Regions from separate parts of the Triticum aestivum genome. Here region 2 is linked to region 1. The links are chromatin contacts, called in public Hi-C maps. All regions are on one chromosome and are shown on one strand. The core of a region is the stretch at or near the end of the contact, and the rest is flanking DNA. Distances in the headings are between cores, read along the strand shown. Region 1 holds the start of LOC123103029 (two-component response regulator ORR9). Region 2 holds the start of LOC123101294.

The links. Hi-C and Micro-C count contacts between places; a contact is called where the count stands out from the background.
Region 2: a contact with region 1 is called in a Hi-C map of an unstated tissue, with 10 times the contacts expected there. The contact joins the promoter of LOC123101294 here to the promoter of LOC123103029 in region 1. A contact is called at or near these places in 3 of 5 Hi-C or Micro-C datasets (leaf and an unstated tissue).

Annotation. Positions count from the first base shown.
Region 1 is chr5A:297,003,535-297,009,387 of IWGSC CS RefSeq v2.1, forward strand. LOC123103029 (two-component response regulator ORR9) reads left to right here and starts at 1,330. Exons shown (of 5, transcript XM_044524517.1): 1 at 1,330-1,628; 2 at 1,712-1,803; 3 at 1,898-1,981; 4 at 2,074-2,144; 5 at 2,649-3,116. The coding sequence starts at 1,523. The coding sequence ends at 2,988. LOC123103030 (DNA-directed RNA polymerases IV and V subunit 5B) reads right to left here. Exons shown (of 4, transcript XM_044524518.1): 4 at 2,550-3,368. The coding sequence ends at 3,243.
Region 2 is chr5A:297,260,703-297,266,362 of IWGSC CS RefSeq v2.1, forward strand. LOC123101294 reads right to left here and starts at 2,737. Exons shown (of 5, transcript XM_044522807.1): 1 at 2,678-2,737; 2 at 1,577-1,964; 3 at 1,114-1,220; 4 at 1-106. The coding sequence starts at 2,737.

The DNA.
Region 1 (5,853 bases), core at 80-2,579:
TGGTAAGGTCACCACTAGTGTGAAGTCACACCTTATGCCGTTTGCAACCAAACAACATGCTATTTGTCTAACAACAGCGACACGGGCAACCAAAAAACGTAGTAGAAATTGCTTCCTTGATGCAGGAAGCCTAATGCAGGCAACCAAACTACATGCAGATGTTGAATTTTAGCCCTATGTTTAGGGTGAGGGGAGGGGGAGGGTTGCGGGCTTGGCGGATTTTTTTTTGCTCGAGACCTTTAAGGGATGGCCAGGGGTGGAGGCAGCACCGCGGGTTAAGGGAGGGCGGGGTAATGAGAAGCGCGACCGGCTACATGTGAAGGTTGAACAGGAATAGTTCCACGCACGATCTTGGTCGTTAGATGGTCATCTAACGGTTGACACTGGTTTTTTTCCCTGGGTGCCCGATGAATAGGCACTCGTTTTTTTATTAAGGGGTAATGACCTCTAATTTCTATCGGAAATATTAAAAATCTAACGGTGGACTTTTAAGCATGTCAAATATGATGCTCGGAATGACAAATTATATTGTCGTGAGCATGACAATTTTCTTCAGCAAGCATATCAAGTCCTGGCAAAAAAGACTAAGCACATCAGGGATTTGTCATGCTAGAAAATCCGACGTCAGATTTGTAGCAAAACATCATCGCCCACAACCTTTCAAGACACAATCTACCGAAGGAAATTGCCATACTCGCAACATCATAAATTGATACCCCAAGCCGTCAGATTTGCTATGTTTGTTCACTGCAGAGAGTTAAAAAAGAAACATCATCGCCCACACCCTTTCAAGTGAACTGCCACTGATTGGCAACACCGCATACTATTATGTGGAGCCACATAACTCGCAGCTGGTCGTAACACGTCTGTACTGCAGACTCGACGTCCCGGGTAGGAACCAACTAGTGATGCACCACCAACAGATTTTATACAGGGAAGGGAAAGGAAGGGGAAAAAACCAACAGATGAGATGGACGCGCATCAAACCGCAAGGTCACACCTGTGGAAGATCTCCTCATCTTTTCTCCGCTTTACCAAATCGCCAGAAGCGACCCCAAATCTTCCTTTCAGGTCAGCCGAGCAAGCAAGAGGACAGGCCAGGAAACGAGAAAGAAAGGGAAGGGAACAAGAGAAAATGGTGGACCATGGCTTTGCTGTGGCTGATGGGCCTGCCAGGTCTATTCTATGGTGGAGTCAATTCATGGCAAGATTTGGGGGAAATCTGGCCCGGATCTTGCTTTCCATGAGGCGGGATTTCCTTTGGTCATCACACTTGTTTTCTCCACCCACCTTTTCCCCACCCCATATCTCCCTGGAATCCTTTCTCATGTGCTTCCGGTGCATATAAACTCGACTCCACCCACACGCTCCTGGAAAGCCCTCTCTCTCTCTCTCTCTCTCTCTCTCTCTCTCTCTCTCATGCCAAGCGCACACACCTCCTGCCTTAACTCTACCATCCTTGCTTTCTCCTCATAGCATCCTCCTCCATCACACAAAACACACGCTCTCTCTTTCTTCTCCGATGGCGGTGGCGATCGCGGAGGCTCCGTTCCATGTCTTGGCCGTGGATGACAGCGTCCTCGACAGGAAGCTCATTGAGAGGCTCCTCAAGACATCTTCTTTCCAAGGTATCAATCAATTTCATTTGCAGCATACGAAGTTGTGTTCCTGCTATGCCATGGCATCTGAGGCAGAGTCTCTGTTTCCGCAGTTACCACCGTGGATTCTGGGACCAAGGCTCTCGAGTTCTTGGGGCTCCATGGCGAGGACGCCTCCATTTCTTCTGTCCATGCGGACCAACTGGTAAGAAGACAGATGGTCTATCATGTGCGCAGCCACAGTACTAGTGCTCTGAAACTGTTTCTGATTGATTAATTTTGGGTTTGGTCCTAAGCAGGACGTCGAGGTGAACGTGAACCTCATCATCACCGACTACTGCATGCCTGGGATGACAGGGTACGATCTGCTCAAGAAGATCAAGGTACCAGCCCTTTTTTTTTTAGTTTGATTTGGTCTGCTCAAGCCTGAAGAGCATGGTGGCTAATGGTCTCCATCTGGCTTTTGTTGAATCAGGAGTCGTCGTCTTTCAGGGACATCCCGGTTGTGATCATGTCATCGGAGAACATACCTTCCAGAATCAACAGGTGAGCACGGTTACGGACCCAAAATCTTGTTTGTTTTGGAAACCAGATTGATTATTGATGGTGCTGATTTAGAAACTTTATAGCTGAACCACCGTTAGAAAAGATTCAGATAGTCTCATCTGTTATTACTACATGTTTGATAGACCTTGATCTAAATTTAGACACCAAGATCTCTTGGAATCCTTTATTGATTTGGGGTCACATGCCTTCTAATAAAGGAACAACCCCCACCCAGCTCACGTCGTGCTCATATTCTATCATGAAATATTTAGTGTCAAATAAATAGTAAAGATATGGAATGATACGGTTGTCGATCTTTCGAGTCGATTATCTCTATATAAAAAGGGTTATAGTAGCAGACAACTCACCAGTGCCACTTGTCTATTTCTATCGGCGCATATGGAGTAAAAACCCAAATATATGGACATAAATAAAGCTGTAAAGAAATATAGTAGGATCTTAGAATGAACTCTGACAATTACGGTTTTGTTTGTTCTGAATCAGATGCCTGGAGGAAGGAGCAAATGAGTTCTTCCTAAAACCAGTACGGCTATCAGACATGAGCAAGCTCAAGCCCCACATAATGAAAAGCAGATGCAAGGAGCACTGCCACCAGGACGAAGACCTGCTAAGCAACAGCGAGACCAACCTCACAAACAACAGCAGCAGCAGCGATACCGTCACCATTAGCGGCAGTAACCCCACAAACAACAGCAGCAGCGATACCATCAGCAGCAGTAACCCCACAGATAACAGCACTGGTGATAGCAGCAACATCCGCAAGAGAAAGGCGGCAGATGACGAAATTTTACCCAAGACAAGCAGACCAAACCACAGTTGTTAGCTGAAGAAAGATTGTTTGACAGTCAATCTTTTTTCCTTTCTTGGTTCTTCATCTTAATCAGGTTTCTGACATCTGATTTGTATGTAAAACCTATGCTAGCTCTAGTAAACGGATACGGCTTGAATCCAGTCGACCATGCTCGGTGTAACACGCCTGAAGTCCCAAATACCTTCAGGCCAATGAATCAGCATAGAGCTAACACGATTTTACAAACAGCTTGCTACACCTTTCATCCATGGAAACACATGCAGCCCTCAGAAAATACATCGGTATGTCACATGGTTCCCAGTAAGCTCACTGTCATATGTAACTTTAAGCACGGTTCCCTTGCCGAGGCCATAGTAGCGAGCAACAGGATCGGTCTCTAGCATGCGAGGGAGCTGAAAGATAAAAGCACCATTTTCAGCAAACTGTGGTTAAAAATAACTATATAACAACTTGATGAGGATTTTAAGAAATTGAAGGTTCATGCAAAAAGAACTTGATGAGGAGTAATAACAAATGCAGTTTGGCATTTTAGGCATGTGAAAAATCCAACAGGCAGACAAAAGGATAATGAGCTATGCCCCACAGCGACTAAGACATTAATATACTTATCTTCAATTCTTTTATGGTAACAGCACAATCAGTTAGTGTGTGGAAATACTAAATGTCTTAAACTGGGTAATACATCAAAGTTCTAGTTTAAACAAAACCAAATAAGAACACAAATAATATGGCAACCTCACAAAAAAATTATGGCAAATCAGAAAATTATCAGCATGATATGTCTATGAGACGCAAGTGGTCAGGATGGTAAAATGTATCAATGATGGTCTCCATCATCGCATCCAAGCACAACAAGGGATTGTGATCTTCCTTCAGCCACATTCATGTTGCAAACACAATCAAGCACATACTAGGAACTAACATGCAGACCAATAGGCAACAGCCAGGCTGATCTGTGAAGGAAATAGTGACATCCAGCAGGATGTAACAAAAAAAAGGTTACATAGTTCACATAGCGACTTGCAATATCGTTCCCGCAGGGGAAAAAACTTGCAACGCCAGCAAGACTGGAAAAATAACATCACAGTTCTAGCATGAAACACTTGATCCCACAAAAAATGGGGAAAATAGATAGTGATCGATGATTTGCCGTTTGCAGATTCGCAATTGAAGATTTGACACTACAAAGAGAGAAGATGAGATACAATTTCCAACGTTTTATCCTCTTCCACCTCCAACTGGCCTACACCCTCCTTTCCTCTAGCCCCATCGTTCATTCTCCAAGCCAGCTCCCAACATCACCCACCCGATAGCCTGTTCAACCCCATTTTTGCCCAACTCATTACATAAAAGAGCTCTTAACTCATGTACCTTCTCTTCTTGTCATTCTTGCATCTTCAACTGGGAGTTAACCAGCTGGCGAACCCGGCTATGAATAGCCCTACAGCCTGCATATAGTATGACACATTGACCACGGAAATGCCCTGCCGCCTGCCGTATTAGTATTGACACGTTTATCACTGAACAGCCTGCTGTCTGCTATATATTATGCCACATTGATCGCCGTGGCTTAAGAAAGGACCAGGTCAGCCACAAGAGGTGAAAATGGGGGTACAATTGATGACATTGACATCATTTCATAGTTGCTGAAATTGCAGGGCTTGCTGGACGAGTCATGGCACAGCAGGAGACGCCAACAAAGTTGAGGCCAAGGGAGTTTTTTCAGAATATGATAGCGGTGGCTCCTTTTTTTTTTTGAGGGCCTGGCTCCATAATGAGTGAAGTTCCTTCCCAAGCTTGGGGGTCACAAACTTGACAGGGAGTGTGGAGCTTCGTAACAAACAAGGGTAGGGGAAGCTGTTGGGCACCTTGGCATTCCAATGTATATGAAGGTTTGCCATGTCCATGAACAAGTACACCGTCGCCTCTGTGCAGCCTCCTGCTGTGGCAGCGGTGGGATTGTATAGCACTAGGAGAGTGGGGTTGAGGACAGAGTATGGAGGAGAATAATCCAATCAGGATTTGGAGATTCCAAGGCGGGGATTTGACACAGGGGATGAAAGGGAGATATCAAGCCCTCCTTGGTATTCAAGCATGGGGACAGGAGGGGAGCTACCTTAGGAGAAAATGTGGAGGTAGGGAAGAAGCAAAGGTAGGAGAGGACAAAGAGAAATATTGTATTCTTACATTCATATCTTGAGCAAAAGAAAAAGGAAGATAGAATAACAGAGAAGGTGCAAATTTTCATCTATTTCTCTCTTCCCAGTGGAAAATCATCAATGCACTTGCAGATTTGAAAAACGGCAAATCCTCAGTCACCACTCTTTAGAGTGGCAAATGACTAATTTTTCCACATGGAAAATAGTCAATTAGTTCTGCGGACGTAGCGTGAGTTCCAGTAAATAATACTCAAAAACATGATCGTACAAGTCGCCAAAGTTTTAACTCTACTGGTAATATAGATAAACCATAAATCAAACAAGAAGATCATCTAAAAAATGCAAAGCACCAACTCAATGTTGCTAGAACATTTTTTGTAATACCCATTTGTGAAGAGAGACACTGTATCTCTGACAGGCATATGACCCCTAGACTGTACGTGCAGACTGTTTTGTCACTCTTTGTTTTAACAATTAGAAAATATTTTCTCCATAATAGATATTGGTTCAACCTGGTAACTGTTCTCATCTGGCTAAAGAATCCAGAAAAAAATAAATAGAAACTGCATGTTCTTCAATAAACAGAAATATAGAAACTTTTAAAGCTTAAAGCTGGACCAAATATTTCAATCTATGAAAACATATTTTAAATGTGTTTCCATCTTAAGAATTCTTGTTTGGCAATATAATTATAACAAATAAATGATATATACTTCTG
Region 2 (5,660 bases), core at 1,487-3,986, 260 kb after region 1:
TTTTCTTGAACTTATTTAGGTGACTGAAGACAAGCAATGAAAGATCTGGGTCAAGTAAAGATGTTTCTCTGAGCATTCTAGTCATCCCTCTCATCCCAACAAGGACCTGCAGAAAGTAGACACATTGTTCAGAAATTGGTTGGGTACCCATACTTTTGTACTGAGGTAAACCTTTTCATTGAACTGTTGCCAAATTTTCAGAGAGTAAGGGTTATGCTCGAATCAACCTTCAGTACCTCTGTACCTTTGCTAGTCACTGCACTAAACTAAACTTCAGATAGAAAATAAGGTAACAATAGCAGCAATTGGTAGCTGCTTAGTAGTGGGCATGCATCAGCAGCAGCAGAAAAGGATGCGGCTGTGTCGTGCAGTCCTAGGTGCAGCAGCAGCTTGCAGCAAGGAGCGGCTTGCACTCAGATCCTTGAGCGACCGGCCATAGAGGAAGCAGTTGTACTGTTGAGCTGGAGGTCCTCGACCCCGCGACTCCTACAGCAGGCTCCACTTTTTTGCCGCTGAAGCATAAGCCATGGCCTTGGAGCGGGACGCGTCCTTGGCGGCGACATTGAACGGACAGGGCTGGCGGTAGGGAACTGCTTGTACGCGGTGGCAGGGAAATTGAAAGTAGAAATTGGACAACATAGGTACATCAAGTAATTGAACTGACTGAAGAAGAAATAATAAGTAAACAATACTCTTTTCTGTTATCTAGCAATAGCAAATGTTTTCGATTTTAAAAATGATGTATGACACAAGCAAAACTTGATACAGATTGTATGGACCCACAAGATATATAGACTAAAGTAAGAATTGACCTCAAATGAATCTAGAATAAGTTTTGGACTGAGCTAAATTTAGAAATTGGACTGAACTAGAATTAGAAATTGAACGGAACCAAGTATAATGCACTGAAAAGAACACACATGTACACAAACTGATTATAAAAGACGAACACGACCTGACAACAAGGACACACATGAACTGACAAGAACATACCGGTCATTAACAGATTATAAATGGTGACAACACATCATAGCAGCTTGCGATGACAGCGGATTAGAACAACACTTTCAGCACAAAATACATTGTAGGTGTGTATTGGAGCTTTTCCATTACCTCGTGGTGTGCTTGCCCACCAAAGGCGAGGTGTTCCTTCTGCATCCCTACCGCATGCCGCAGCGCCGAAGTATGAACTGGAGCGGCACTCCGCACTCGACCTAGGCCTAGCACCAACAATCCAGCAAGAGATGATATATGTAATGCAATTAGTTTTCCCAAATTCTTAGTTCAACAATTACATACTAGTATCCCAATCCCGAACAAACTAGATTACATAGGAATAGCACCAACGAGGTAAACTGGATTATACTTCTGATGTGAGTTTTTCTTTTGAACTTATATGGTTCCCTTCTCTGAATTGTTGCAGTAATTTGACTCGAACTTATAGCCTCGGTGGAGGACTAGACTCGAACTTGTAGCCTCAGTGGCGCACTAGACTCGAATTTGTAGCCTCGATAGTCAGAATTGTTGAGCTTGGACGGGCAAGGGAGGTAGAGCTGGACTTTGGTAAGCACCATACCTGGACGGGGACTACGCTGAAGCAGTGCATGGGGGCTGGTTCCCGACCGCGCAGGGATAAGCAGTCGGGAGGAAGCACGGGGGAGGCGGTGGTGCCCGTGTTGGTGAACGGCGGCGAAGTGGAGGTGGGTACCTGGAGTCACGGTGGAGGCAGTCGAGAGGAAGGCCGCCGTCCCTCCAATCCGGGTGTGGGCGGCGGCGCTCGAATCCGTGGACGGGCACCGGCTCTCGAAGCTGGGGGTGGCGGACGGGGAGGGGCCAGCGCCAGTCGGCGGGGAGGCGTCGGCGCGACGCCCGTCGGAGGGAAGGTGCGCGGGAAAGGGCCGGCGAGCCCGTCGGCGGGGAGGCGTGCGGACGGCCAGCCGGCGGCAGCGCGTGTGTCGGAGGAGCTACCCGTCACGGCGCCGTGGGCTCCCTCGCTCTGGCTGCCGCCGTCGCTCGCTCGCCCGCGACGGCTGGCTCCGGCGGTAGAAGGCGGGTTAGATTGAGACGGGTCGGGGAATTTCTACTATCGTCTGCGCGTCGCACTCTTATAGAGACTGAGAGTAACAGAATAATATTCTGTTACCGGTGGTAACAAAATAGTCCAGCCCTATATATATATATATAGGACAGCACTATTTTAATCCCGCAATTAGAATAGTTATTTGGATCACAGCCTCTTATATAGCAGCGATCGGGTTGTTCCCAAACTCCCGAACTAGTACATCCTTGTAAAAAAACACCCCAGGCCTGATCAACCTCCCACCCCGACCCCACGATTCCCACCTCCCCGCATCCCCTCCGCCGCCCTCGCCCCGCCCAACGCCGATGCCGCCTCGTCCCCGACCACCGGTGCCTCCTCAGATCCGCCGCCACCACGCGGCGGCCAGCTCCCCCGCCAGGGATCCGCTGGGGACGGCGGCGGCCCGATTCCCTCCCGTGGCCAGCCACCTCCCGCTCCGCCCTCCACTTTGGCGGCTGCCGGCGGCCTTCCATCCGCGCTGGAGTTGCCCCACTCCTGGGTCCGGCCGCCGCGTCACCCCGCTCCTGGGTCCGTCCGCCGCGACGCCCCGTGCCTGGGTTCGGCGGCCGCGCTGCACACACCCCTCGATCCGAGCACACGAGCGCCGGCCTCCACCAGCAGCCCCCAGGCGCGCAGCCCAGCGGCCCACGGCCCCATCCCCCGACACCGTCCTCCCTAGCTGTCTCACCTTGGACGTCTTCCCTCTTCTGCCTAGAACTTATCCAACCTCTTGCCTCGTCGTCTTGGCGTTCCTCTTGCTAGCCAGTACATCTCGTAGGTGAACCAGAAGGTGCAGGTGCAGAGCTAACCTGTGCAGAAACGGAGGAAAAACGATAAAAAAGGGTTGGCAGATCCAGTCGAGCAAGCTGTGGAAGAACAGCTCTGTATTTGTATTTGTTTGATGTATTTGTTGGCCTCCTCCCTCTTGTTCTGTCCTCCAACGATCCATCCGGGCATGCGTCGTCAGTGAAGACAACGATACTTCTTGCAGCAAAAACTGCAACATTTCTTCAGTAAATTTCCAAAAAATATTTGCAGGAGTTCTCCTCTATCAGTTCAACAAAATAACTAACAGCAGTTTGACAGATCCACGCCTGGAAGGAAGACTTCGTATGAGCACCTGCCGCCGATCATCGACCATGTTCCCAGGTAGCCATCCCGCCAGTGCCTCATCGTCCCTGAGGCCGCCCCTTCTCTAGCACGCAGCACCTTCCAGAAGGTGTGCGTGTGTGATGCTGCGTGCCGTGGCGGTGAGCGTGGCCGTGGGCTTGCGCCTGTTGTGCATGCGTGCTGGCGCGCTGTGCGCTCCCTGTGTGTTGTGTATGCAAGTGGTGCGCGTGCATGTAACGGCTCGGTGTGCTTCCATAGGCAGCCTGTGTGATTGCTACTGCCTAGTGCTACTACTGTTGACGCTTTTCCTTGGAATGTACTTGTGTATTTCTTTCTCTGAGTTTGCCTATTTGACCAATTGAATGATATGGTGTGGATAAATTATACTTTGTGGATGTCCGACATTAAAACACTTCCCCTAATTTTGAAGTAAAAACATTTGGGAAGTTTTTTGGCCATGAAAGTTCAAATGTCGTCGTATGCTAAAGTTCAGATGTTCGATAAATAGCCAGTTGACATAGTATAGAAGCTGAGTGGAACTACATGGAGATGAACTGTACTTTAATAAGAGATACACGTTAGTAATGTTTAAAAAAAGGTCCTTAAAAACATCCATATTCCTAGTTTTTCGCTCCATTCGGTTTTCCAAAATGTAAACAAAAAAATCATGGAATTCAAAGAATAAAAACTATGGAGTTTCATGAAAAAATTAATAGCACCCAACTTCATGTTTAAGAAATTCCGAAGCTCACGTGTACCACGTACAGAAGAAAAATGATCAAATGAAAAATGGACCGCCTAGGCCATTTCACCGAGAAGCAAAAATGCATAAAAATGTCGCAACAAAAATCTATAAGAATTTAAAACTTAAAAACCGAAGCAGGTCAACATTAAAAAAATGAAGTTTTTAATGTCTAAAAGACAAATTTGGAAGTTCAAAAATTTTGAGCAAGAAGTTAAAAAAAAGTAGTTCAAAAATCTTTATAACGGATTTTCCCAGTTTGTAAAAAAAATCAATGAAGCTCAAATTAAAAAGTGGAGCATTTCAAAAGATTGTATAAAAACTAATTTTCCCCATTCTATAAAAACTATTAAGTTCAAAAGAAAAAACGGCGCGGTATCATTGTTCATATAAAAAAGAATTTTCCCCGTTACTAACCAATAAAACTAAGAAGTTCAAATTTTTAAAGTAGTGAAGTTCGATGTCTATAAAAAAATCGGATTTTTCATATTGTTAAAAAATAAAACCAAGAAGTTCAAAAATTAATAACAAAGAAGTTCAAAAAACTCGATTTTTCTCGTTACTAAAGAATAAAACTAAGAAGTTCAAATTAAAATAATAGAGAAGTTCAAGTACTGCAAGAAATGCATTTCAGGTGAGAAATAAAAGTATAGAAAAATAAAAGATTAAAAGGTTTGTTGAAAGAAGTTCAAGTGCTCTGTCCGGAGAAGTTCAAAAATTATGGCGAGAGAGGTTCACCATGTATTTCCATGTTCGATTTTTTCCGTATAAAAATCGAATACAATTCTTTACTCAAAATATAAAAAGGTGAAGTTCATATTGAAATAACAGAGAAGTTCGGAGTTTATTAAAACCTAGAATTTACCTGTTCAAAAAATAAAAAATACAATGCCATTTTTTGCACTTTTAAAAACAACTCATAAACAAAAAAATGGTTGCTAGAAGTTCAAGTGCTCTGCGAGGAAAAGTTCAAAAAATTCTTGTGAGAGAGGTTCACCGTGTATTTAGAAGTCCAAAATACATAAAAAATATATTATTTTTTGTGTTTTAAAATAATTCTCTCAAACCAGATAGAAGTTCAAAGTGATAATAACCAGAAGTTCATGTACTACATAGTGTGTATTTCATATAAGAAAAAAAACAATAAATTGAAACAGAGTGAAGTTCAAACAGACATGGCCAAGAAGTTCAACTACTTCACACAGTGCATTTCCATTTGCGATGAAGGCAAAAATTATGATATCGTCATTTTCTAATTTACTTCAAAACATGAGGAATATCATTTGTGTAAGTTTCAAGTCCTCGTCGGAGAAATTTAAAAAAAATTATCAAGAGAGAGGTTTGTACAAAAATAATAACATTTATGTGACACTCACGAATGAATGAGAAAATTACAAAGAAAATACGTCACAGAAGTTCAACGTGAAAACAATGGGAAGTTCGACTACTATAGTGAATGAATTTGAGATGAAAAACTTTTAAAATTGTCGCGAGTATGAAAAAACGATCAACACGGGAAAGTTGCGTGTTTACAGCAGCTTTCCATCGGTATATCACTTGCTCAATTCCAGTGAGTGGATGGAGAGCTACGAGCAGTGGATGGAGAGCTACGGGCAAAAAAAGCACGTGAAAACAGAGTGAAGTTCAAGTAGACATGCCGAGAAGTTCAGGTTCTTCACGCGGTGTATTTTCGAAGAATCTATTTCGCGATAAAGGCAGAATGAACGA